Linked DNA regions of Triticum aestivum: region 2 is linked to region 1. The links are chromatin contacts, called in public Hi-C maps. All regions are on one chromosome and are shown on one strand. Each heading gives the region's core, a stretch centred on a gene start, on an enhancer-like site or on the middle of the called end of the contact. The rest is flanking DNA. Distances are from core to core; before and after follow the strand shown.

Region 1 (5,913 bases), core at 2,767-5,266:
ACTTCCTCCGTTCCAAAATTCTTGTCTTAAATTTGTCTAGATACGGATGCATCTAGTTGCGTTTTAGTGTTAGATGCATCCGTATCTAGACAAATCTAAGACAAGAATTTTGGGACGGAGGGAGTATTACGTAATTAAGGGCGGATACTAGCTGGTGGATAATATATATATTTGAAATAAACTAGTGGATAAATTTCATAACGGGCTAACAAAGTAAGCCCAAATCAGAATTCAACCGGGCTGGAAAGTAGTCCCCATTAGGCACCTCTCTAGTTCTAAAAAGAAAACAACAGAAAGGCCCCTCTCTTTACTCTGTTTTTCTAAAAATTACAAAGGGGGCAAGCAGAGGAGTGGTTGTACTGTATCTCCATGTTCCGTTCTGTTTTGCACCGACCTGGAAAAAGAAGCACAAGCAGAGGAGTGATCGATGGCGTCCAGAGATCCATCCATGGAGCTGAAATTAATACAGCGTGATGCATAGGAATTATTGCCTAAGAGCATCTTCAACAGCCGCGCTAAGCGCCGCACGCAAAAAACCTGTTTGTCGCGTGCGCTTCGGCTGGTTTAGCACGGCCGCCAGCGCTGGCTCCAGCAGCCGCGCTATAATGCAGCGCGCGTGCCGCTCCAGCAGAGCGCAAAAATACACAGCGCGCGCCGCACAAACCACATATACATTTCAAAAAAGAAGAGCAAAAATGATCAAACAAACAAAATAAATCAACAATAAATAGTTTAATTTTGTTATCATTACAACTCAAACAAATAGTTTATCGTTCAATACAACAAATAATGCAATAAACACAACAAATAATGCAGAAATCATGATGCTCTTTGTCGTCCATACCAATAAACACAACAAATAATGCAGAAATCATGATGCTCTTTGTCGTCCATACCATGCCCACCACTCTTCAATCAGATCATTCTGAAGTTCATTGTGCGTTGCGGGACGCCGAATGGCATGATAGGAGGCAATAAAACGGGCTACCCTTTCAGCCCTCCGTCGCACTCGCACGGGATGTCCCAAGAGTTCATACTGTGAGTAGTCTAAATCTTGGCCACGCTTATTCTCGATGATCATGTTGTGCATGATCACACAAGTGTGCATGATGTACCAAAGCATTTGTTGATCCCAAAATCTAGCCGGTCCTCTCACAATAGCAAATTGTGCTTGCAGAATCCCAAATGCTCTCTCCACATCTTTTCTAGCCGCCGCCTGAGCATTGTGGAAATCAAGATATTTCTTACCTTTTGGCTTTTTCAACGGCTTCACGAAGGTTTGCCACTTTAGATAGATGACATCCGCTAGATAATAGCCATAATTGTACGTACGACCATTTGCTACAAACTGCACCGGTGGCAACTCACCGTTTGCAATCTTATTCATCAGTGGTGACCGGTTGACAACATTTATGTCATTCAAAGATCCAGGCATTCCAAAGAATGCATGCCAAATCCAAGTCTCCTGATCGGCCACCGCTTCAAGGATTATAGTGGAACCTTTTTTTTTGGGCATGGAATTGCCCATGCCATGCCTTTGGACAATTCTTCCAACTCCAGTGCATGCAATCTATTGAGCCAAGCATGCCAGGAAAGCCGCGCGCTTTGTTCATCGCCAATAGTCTTGCGGCGTCTTCAGCAGTGGGAGATCTCAAATACTCCTCACCAAACACTTGCACAATTCCCACTGCAAAGCGCTTGACACACATGATGACTTGGCTCTCACCCATAGCTAAGTGATCATCAACTAGATCAGCCGGGATACCGTATGCCAACATACGCAAAGCGGCTGTCACCTTCAGAAAGGTGCTATGCCCGAGCTCTCCGGCGGCATTCCTCCTTTGCTGGAAAAACCGGTCATGGCTTGCTAGTTTCTCTGCAATGCGCCTGAATAAGTCGGTGCTCATGCTAAACCGGCGATGAAAATACGACTCCGGGTATGTGGGATTCTCCACGAAATAGTTCTTCATCAATCTGTTATGGGCATCAATCCTATCTCTCCAAATTTTCTCTCGACCCATAACCAAACCACCGTGCTTCGGTTTTTTATTGATATGCATAGCTAGGATCATTGCAAGATCCTCCTCCTCTTCCATATCAAATTATTCTTCGGAAGAATCAAACGACGAACTCATCTACAATGTTCAACACTATACTATAAAAACTACAATTCAAAACATGCCCCAAATTCATGAAGTTTGAGCAATGCATACCTTGTAGGCGTTTTGTCGAACACCTTGCGGGCACGGCGCGGCAGCGAGCGCTTAGGCGCTATTCCTCGGATGACGGAGGCGCGCGAGCGCCGGCAGGACTAGGAGGGGATGGGGCGAAAGCGCGGCGGCGCGGGGATAGGCCGGGGAAGCGCCTGAACGGTCGCCGGGGGGGCGCGGGCGGCGGCGGCGACGCGGCCGGATGGGGGTGGAAGCGGAAGAGGAAGTGCGAGAGCGAGCGCTCGAGTGTGCTGCGCGCTGCAGCGGGCGTCCGAAGTATGCGCGGGGCAGTGTTTCCGACAGCGCGCCCAACTCGTTTTATCGCGCGCGCGCTAAAACCGACTAATTTGCAGCGCGGCGTTAGTATAGCGCGCCTGTTGGAGATGCTCTAAACTGGAGCGGGAATTTACAGATCTTTGCTTCATATACAGGTATACAGATCAGCTCCAAGGAATTTCCTAGCTGAAATGGGTGAAGAAGGAGGGGCCGTTGGTGATGAAGTTGTAGTTGAGCTCGCCGGGCCTTGCTGTCCGCTGCCACATCTGGTCGTCGATCATCTCGTCGGTGAGCCCGAACTCCCTCAGCTCGTCCACGGTGTGGTGCACCAGCAGGCTGTATCGGCCGCCCTCGCCGGTCTGCATCACCAGCGTGCCGCCGTTGTCCAGGTTCGCCAGGCCCTCGAACTGCCGCACCGTCCACTTGTACCACCGCATCAGGAACACCCGCAGCGTCAGTCCGTGCGACACCAGCACCAGGTTCATCTCCGGCGCCGGCGGCGCACCGGGCGGCGAGGGGGGCTGGAAACGGCCGATGTCGATGTCGGCGCGGAGGGTCTCCCGGAAGCCCGTGATCCGATCGTACACGTCCGCCGCCGACTCGCCGTCCGGGAACCGGTAGAAGAACCGCCCGTACCGCCGCCGGATCTCCTTCTCCACCCGCATCTTCTCCCGGTCCTGGAAGTTCCCTGCTCACGGCCACAGACAGACACGTGGGTGGTCGATCAGGCCACGTGGTAGTACGAGATAAGGCAATCCATTTCTTTATCCGCATGCAGATCGGGTCGTCGTACCGAAGTCCTGCTCGCGGATGCGGGGCTCCTCGCGGACGCCGGCGATGCGGCGGGCGTCGAAGGCGCGGCCGACCCCGCGGAGCGTCTCGAGGGTGCGCCGGTACGGGGACACGTAGAAGTAGACCTTCCAGTCGTCGTCGCCGTCCTCCTCCTCATCGTCTCCGTGGCCGGAGGAGAGGAGGCGGTGCAGGCGGCGGCCGCAGTCCTCGGCCTGGCGTTGTCCCTTGGGGGTGAGGCCGATGAGCGGGTCGGGGACGCGCGTGTAGGCGCCCTCGTCCACGTTCCCCTCGCTCTGCCCGTGCCGCACCAGCACGATGCGCCGCGGCCGGGGCGGCGGCGCCGGGTACAGCAGCGGGCGAAGCTCCGGGAAGTAGTGCTGCTGCTGCTGCTGCTCCTGCTCCCGCGCTCCGGACGACGCCTGCGCGCGGCGGCGCGGGACGCCCAACGTGTCCTCGCAGCAGCGGCACTGCAGCCGGTGCCGGGACCGGGGTCGCGGCGACGCCGCTGGCGCCGGGGCGCACCTGGTGGCCGCCGCCATCAACTAATCAGCTATCTTGCGCGGTTGCTACGGCCGCATCGGGTCGCCGGTGGCCAGTGGGGAACAGAGAAGCCGGCCGAGGGTATGTGCGTGGGCGAAGAAGGTTTGTTTTCTAGCGCTCGTGCGGCATGTGCCCGATAGCTACGTGTGCGAGCCAAGAACGACGGGAAGTTCCACGTGTACTACACCATTTTCGAGATAAAAAAACTATTCTACGTGTCCACAGAGAAGCAAATGGGATCTGTATTCTGATTTTAACTGGGCCACAACTACACGGCCTAGTTAGCCAATTGCAATGCAATCCACTCGAAAAAAAAACATTCCTACCTCGTAACTTTAAACAATTAAAGAATTTATAGGGGTTCCCCTAAAAAACACGGGAGCTCCTATACAGCTCTGCAGGCGCCCGTTAACGATCCGGCGCCTGCAGCGCTGCTAGCATGGTCCGGCTCATTAGCATGCTGCCCCAAGTTTTTTTTAATTTCTTTTTATGAAAAAAATATGAAATGGAGAAAGGTTTACAGATTTTAAAGAAAAAAGTTCATCCATTTGAAAAAAATACGTTCATATCTTTAAAAAAGGTTCATTAATCTGAAAAAAAGTTCATTCAAATTGAAAAAAGTTCATCCAACTTAGCAAAAGTTCATTAAATTTGAAAAAAGTTCATAGAAATTGAAAAAAAGTTCATGTATTTTTAGAAAAAGTTCATGGAACTGAAAAAAAAGTTCATAAATAGTAAAAAAAGTTCATCCATTTTCAAGACAGATGTTCATTAAATTTTAAAAAAGTTCATCAATCTCAAAAAAGTTCACAGAATTTTCAATATAAAAAACGAGAACCAGCGCCTAGATTGGCCGGCCCATTTACAGACGCCACAGGCGCCAGTTAGCAAAATGCACGTTAACTGGCGCCTGTGGCGCCAAATAGGAAATGCCCAAAAACACATCTGCACGTACTTCAAAAGATATAAATTTTACTCGGGCTGTATTTCTGAACAAAACCTGCTTTGAGTTTTAATATTATAAAAATGAAAATAGCAGTTATTGGCGTCAAAAGTTTAAAGATAAAATTAAAAAATATAGACATTGGCCTTTTAATAAAAACTAAAGGAAGTAGCAAAACCTGAGCGGCATCGACACCCTAGCGAGCTATCCTCTCGTCATAGTTTTGAATATTTGGATGAGGGAGGGGGGTGATGTGCCAAATTTAACGAATATACTTTTTATTGATTTATCATTTTATTGATGTATTTTTTGTTAGAACCTATTTTCAAAATATATAATAAAAATAGACTATTGGTGATCAAATGTTTAATGAAACATTTACATTTGTGCCCCTAATTTGAAAGCATGCTCAAATTTGCCCCTAATTCGGAACCATGCTCAAATTTACCCCTTTGTCGTTAGGTGCACTTACAGAAATGCCCTTTTGTGCCGTTACCGTCTGGTCAAACGACTTTGACCACTATCTGAACATTTGCTAGACATTTTACCCCCGACTCCATGTGTCACTTACACGTGGAACCCACTATAAAATATATAGGAAAAACTCTTTCTCTTGTGGGTCCGAACTAAAAACAGAAAAAAATAGAAAAGACTCTCACTCACCCCTCTCTATCACTTACAAGTGGACCCAACCGAAAGAATAAAAATAAAAATACTTTCTCTCACACAGCCCCCCTCTCTCCCCTAAAATGTTGGTCGTTGGACCCACTGTGAGGGTCAACACCCGCCCTTTCGTGGTCATGGCGAGGCTTGCCGGCTCCGGTGCCCGTCGCTGGTGAAGGGCGGGCGCGCCTGTTCACTACTAGTGAAAAGGCTATACGTGGATGCTTAGTAGTAGTATGGGGTTAGAACAATCGCTACACGTAGTACATAAGAGTAGCGCGGGAAGCCCAAACAAGCGCTACTGCTAAGTGGGCTCCGTAGTGCCCCCACAGGCTGGCCACGGTCGCAGCGTGGGTTGCCTGACAGCGCTACTGCTAAGCCTGTTAGCAGTAGAGGGGTTCTATAATCCCTACTACTATTGTGGCCAGCCCGGGGCCAGCTCCCCGAGCCACTTAACAACTGTGTGGGCCCGTACCCCGCGCTACTGCT
Region 2 (5,998 bases), core at 2,943-5,442, 140 kb after region 1:
AAGAGGTCAAACCATCACGATGATGATGGCAGACTCCTCTTTAATAGTAGAGATTTGCATATCACATTAGCTAGAATTATAATAATGTATTTGGAATTTTTAAAACAAGAGAAATCAATCTTTGCCACTCAAACTCGAAATATGACCATCCAATTACGTAGCCATCAGACGTGATTGTAGTAACTATATATAAAAGTCTCAAGACAAATAAAACAATTATCTCACGCCAAACAATATGACACAATCTAGGGAAATCTGCATGATGCCATGTTGTGCACACATCGGTGATTTATCGTTTTCATATTTTGAGCATTAAGAAAAATACATGTGCTTCATATAGCATCTTCTCTTGTAAAAATCACCTCTAGCAAAAAATCTATAAAAAGAAAAATTAGATTGGTTATTCATAGTGATCATATAAATTAAGAAATATGAATGTCATGCATTACAAAATAAATTATTTGTTGTCTTTTCAATATTATTGTACAGCTGCCCGTTCACTCCACTTTTATTAGTATATTTTCTTTTACACTTAGCAAAAATAATTGTAGAACAACAATAAGATAATTGGTGCAATACAAAACTAATCATTTGCTGTCTTTTGAATATTATTGTACAACACGTCCACCTCACTTTTATTAGTGTATTTTTCTTTACACCTAGCAAAATTATTTGCAGAATAGCAATAAGATAATTAATTAGTTTTTTAATCTTTACAAGATTGCAATTGAAGTCATGTTTAAATATTAGTTATAGTAGTTTTCCTTGTTTAGACGCAACCCATTTCCAAGAAGTTTTATTTCAACCGATCATCTTCTGAGACAAGTTTGTTTGCCTCCCAAACCAATTAGAGGGTGCTTGAATCTCATCCAGAAAAACAGTTACAACCATATCTATAAAAATGTGTGCACTAAAAATAACTTTAGCTTCGTTTCTAGGAACAATTGCATGTAATCACGACAAAACTTTGATCGAGAAGGATGGTTGAATCGGCACAACACCGATTGACCGAGACAAACTAAACCTAATGAAAATAGCTTTGCCGTGCCTAGCTGGTCTAGATTTTGGCAAAGTTATCCTAGATTAGCTTAGCAATGCTAGTCTAGAAACCAAACACCTTTAGTTATAGTTCCAAGAATGTATATATAAGCTTTGGTCTAAGTGTCGTTAAATATCTTGAGAAATAGACGATCTATCTATTTTTCTGCCTTAGAATATCTTCACAAAAACCTCTACGACCTGTTGCCAAAAATAATATCTTCAGTGGGTTCGAGGTTGCATGATTTTCTGAATTAGATGCAAATAAATGAAAATGTTTGTTTTTGCGGGTAAATAAATGAAAATGTTAAAATGACAATAAGACCTGCGCAAGGTATGGTAAGGCAGTTTGTCTTGCTTCGTGCTGGAGCTGACAAGTTCAAATTAACACAAGGATAGTCAAACAAGAAAGTGAAAAAAAATGCCGATATTTACTATGCTTATTTACACCATCGGGACCTTATATTAGCAAAAGAGTTTCATTTTATTTAATAACCAAGGAAAAAATAGTGGGCTAAAACGATCGTCCAGAAGCCGCCCCTGTTGACTGACCCATGCGACCAACGAGCGACGACTAGCGCGAAAAGTCTGGAGGTCAATTGTGTTGACGGTCTGGGACCACCTTCGGCTCATCGGGCCCCTCCGTGTGATATTGAACGGCTGGGATCGCCTCGTGACATACTTGCACGTGCTGCTGTCGGTGACGTTCTGCTGATATTTCTGTTGGCGGACTTGGTCTTGAGCTCACCGGCCATGCTCGATCAGTCGTTTCTTCTGGTCCAAAGACACGGTGACCTTCTTGCTATCTTCGCTTGATTTTTGGTATATGCAAGGGCTCTAGATTTTAGCTGGAAAAGTAAGTGATTAAACGCATCTAGAATTTGCCTGTTCACTTGTGTTCCACGTGGTGTTTTTTTCTTCTTTTTTTTTGCGATGGATGTTCCACGGCCTGGCACCCGGCTTATAAGCCATTATGCCACGACCCTGGTGCGATGTAAGCCGTGTGTCCCAGGACGCGGTACCCGGCTTATAAGCCATTATGCCACGACCCTGGTGGGCTGTAAGCCGTGTGTCCCATGACGCGGCACCCGGCTTATAAGCCATTATCCGACGATCCCGCTAAATATAAGCTGGGTCGGGGGGCTCGGTTTACATTTAAACCGTGTGCTTGCCTCAGTCCTCGGTTTACTTATAAATTGTGTGGCTCAGCTCGACCCTTGGTTTATATATAAACCATGTGGCATAACAGAGCCCTTGGTTTACATATAAACCGTGCGGCTCGCCTTGGCCCTCGGTTTACATGTAAACCGTGTGCTCGCTGGCACTCGGCTTATATAGACGGATACATGACGCAGCCGTTAGTGTCCGGCTGCCGTCATATATAAACCATGTGTTTATTGGCCCTCGGCTTATGTAGATGTACTCGGCTTATATATAAATTGAGAGTTTTCCCCGTGGCTCTCGGCTTACCATTGATAAGCGGGTTCTTAGTAAGCTGTGTCCTGTAAACCGTGAAAAACACTTGGCTTATATATAAACCGAGTGCAAAGCGGCATAAGCACAAATAGGTTCACTCATAAAGCACGTATGAAATGTTTGAGAAATTGATTGCAATATGACTTGAATAACTAAATTTTGTATTGAATATCCATGGAAATTTTCTGAAATTGGTAGAATTATGACCAAAACAAACGAAAATATCAAGGTGAACATAGTTCCACATGCACCCACGCTAAATATAAGTTAGAGAAAACAATAGGAAAAATAAAATTATAAAAATTTTGGGTGCCGAACTTGGTATACTATTCTACTCACGTGTGAAGTTTGGTGAAGTATTGACACCCATGATACTCTTGGTGAAGAAAATACAACTAAGACCTTACTATTCCCCAAACAATGTTCTTTTAATATAACTTCAGTTTTGTCATTTAGCCCGGATTATCATGAGTATCATTTGTTCGTGAAACTTTACATGCGAGTATATCGGTCGACTATGTATATTAGAAAACACTTCAGACTTTATTTCTTTTCAGTATTTTTTACTTTACTGTTCTAACTGTGCGTGTAGTACCATGTTCCAAAAATTCCTGTCCCAAACTAATTCAAACTTATGAATATGTATGAATTCATTTCTATATTTGGTGAAAGAATGAAAAATTGCTAAAATAAATAAAATGAATTAACTATAATGTTTTTAAATAATACTGAAATGATGTAAAAACTCAATAAAAATGTCCCCGAAATATGAATTGTATTTTTTTCGAAAAGGGGGCTCACCCCAGTCTCTGCATCAGAACGATGCATACGGCCATGATTATTAATAAGCAAAAGGTCCAACACAAGTCTCCATGTCTCGAACAAAGAACAAAAAAAGGCTCATGAAGAGCAAAACAGTAATAGAAAAGCCACAACCGGCTAGCATAAAAAGATAGGAACACTAAATGTCTATCCTATTACATGATCGCCATCCAAACCGGTAGAAAATATTCCGTGCTACCATCTCCCATCGGGTAGATCCAGTAACCAAACGCTCGACTTCAGTTGGATAGTTTTAAAACCTTTTTAGTTTTTGTGAATAACACAAGCAAAATATGTTTTGCTATCCTATTGTTTTGAATAGTCTTTGAATTTTTGGTCATACACAGGAGCTACATGACAAAGATTGAGAGAGAGGCCCATCAAGGAAAATCAGGGAATTGTCAGCAGCCAGTAGTTGGCCGCGGTGGAGAGAGTATCTACACCCGAGCTCAAATGAGCTCGGGTGAACAGTAAAATCAAAAAACATTACAAAAATGTTCAAATGTTCTAATTGCTTGCAAAATTTCATGTTCAGATCACATTCGTGGAAGGTGTGACAAAAAAACAAAATCGATGCTCTCAAAATGCTACTTTTAAAGCATTTTGGAGCACTGATTTTGTCTTTTTTGCCACGCCTTGTACCAATGTGATCTGAAGATGAAATTTTGCAAGCAGTTAGAGTATTTGTCAAAGTTTACCACGAAAAAATTTCAGAATTTTTCAAACGTTTTTAAAATATTTTTCGATTTTACTGTTCATCCTAGCTCATTTGAGCTCGGGCTGAGAAAGGACTTTCCGGTGGAGACTCCGCTATATAGCCGAGGGAAGACGCCATGATATGGGAAGCCGAGCTACGTAGCCCCCGGAGCTAGCCTCTTCCGGTGCAACCACCATCACGGAGGAATCCGCGGTCTTCTTCCTCGCTGCCGTCGAAGAAAGATGCGGCCTCTACGGGGAGATCCCGGAGCCGGAGCGGACCTTGCTATCCTCTGCTGCTGCTTCTTGCTCCTCTCCTTCCTGTCCCATGGCGCGGACATGCCCCTAGGCTCCTCCCTCTCGCCGGCGGCCAATTCGACATCGTGGTCGTCGCCCAACTCCACCTACTCCCTCCGCTTCGTGCCGTCGCCGACCTCCCCGTCGCTCTTCGTCGCCGCCGTCACCTACGCTGGCGGCGTCCCCGTCTGGTCCGCCGGTGCCGGCGCGGCCGTGGATTCGAGGGGCTCGCTCCGCCTCTCGTCGTCCGGCGACCTGCACCTGGTCAACGGCTCTGGAGCCGTGCTCTGGTCGTCCGGCACCGCCGGCCGAGGCGTCGCCGCCGCATCCCTCCATGAGAGCGGCAACCTCGTGCTCAACAATTCCAGGGGGCGCGTCGTGTGGCAGTCATTCCACCACCCGACGGACACCGTGGTCATGTCGCAGAGCTTCACCTCCGGCATGAACCTAACCTCCGGCCCCTACGTCTTCGCCGTCGACAGGGCCACCGGCAACCTCACGCTCAACTGGGCCAGCGCCGGCGCCGCTCCCGTGACCTACCTCAGCAAGGGCTACAACTACACCTTCACCGCCAACACGACGCTCAGCTCCCCGAAGCTCACGATGCAGACCAACGGCATCGTCTCCATCACCGACGGCTCGCTCGACTCCCCCATCATCGTCGCCTACAGCAGCAACTACGGCGAGAGCGGCGACATGTTGCGCTTCTTGCGCCTCGACTCGGACGGCAACTTCCGCGCCTACAGCGCCGCGCACGGCAGCGGCACGGCGACGGAGCAGTGGTCGGCGGTGGCGGACCAATGCCAGGTGTTCGGCTACTGCGGCAACATGGGCATGTGCAGCTACAACCGCACGTCGCCGGTGTGCGGCTGCCCGTCGCGGAACTTCGAGCTCGTCGACGCATCGAACCCCCGGAGCGGGTGCAAGCGCAAGACCGAGCTCCAAAACTGCCCGGGCAACTCCACCATGCTCCAGATCGACAACACGCAGTTCCTCACCTACCCGCTGGAGATCGCGATAGAGCAGTTCTACATCGGCATCACGGCATGCCGCCTCAACTGCCTCGCCGGCAGCTCCTGCGTCGGCGCCACCGCGCTTTCCGACGGCTCCGGCCTCTGCTGGCTCAAGGTCTCCAACTTCGTCAGCGCCTACCAGTCCGCGTCGCTCCCCAGCACATCTTTCGTCAAGGTCTGCTTCCCCGGCGTCCCCAACCCGCCCGTCAGCGCCACTAACGCGTCGTCGCCGGGGACCTCCGGCCTCCATGGATGATTTATTTATTTATTTTCCTCTAAAATCATACTGCTAGCAAAGCTTGGCACCCGTTGCAGAACTTTGTGGGCTAAGAGAAATAAAATAAAGAGTAACACCCTTTTAGCAAAAATAATCTGTAAAGTTATTCAGATTGCTTATTTCAGAAGAGTTAACCCGTGTTAATTAATACTAAGAAACATTGCAAAATTGTTGCATCCTGTTATTGGGAATGTTTTTCAAAATGAACATTGATTCGTTTTCACGGTACGTGTTTTGTAATCAGATCTACACTAATATATATTGCCGCGCCCGCACGGATCTCCTTCACCATCCAGCCGTTTGATCGTCTCCCAATTCATCGGCACGGATGCGGCGGGCAAGGGAGCTAGGTTCAGTGGGACGACGAAAAAGTTTTTGG

The links. Hi-C and Micro-C count contacts between places; a contact is called where the count stands out from the background.
Region 2: a contact with region 1 is called in a Hi-C map of leaf, with 4 times the contacts expected there. The contact joins the promoter of LOC123117649 here to the promoter of LOC123117648 in region 1. A contact is called at or near these places in 2 of 5 Hi-C or Micro-C datasets (both in leaf).

Annotation. Positions count from the first base shown.
Region 1 is chr5B:683,771,546-683,777,458 of IWGSC CS RefSeq v2.1, forward strand. It overlaps LOC123117648 (phosphoglycerate mutase-like protein AT74H), which reads right to left and starts at 4,017. Exons shown (of 2, transcript XM_044538364.1): 1 at 3,280-4,017; 2 at 2,595-3,174. The coding sequence starts at 3,817. The coding sequence ends at 2,669.
Region 2 is chr5B:683,915,055-683,921,052 of IWGSC CS RefSeq v2.1, forward strand. LOC123117649 (G-type lectin S-receptor-like serine/threonine-protein kinase At1g34300) reads left to right here and starts at 4,193. Exons shown (of 1, transcript XM_044538365.1): 1 at 4,193-5,768. The coding sequence starts at 4,276. The coding sequence ends at 5,598.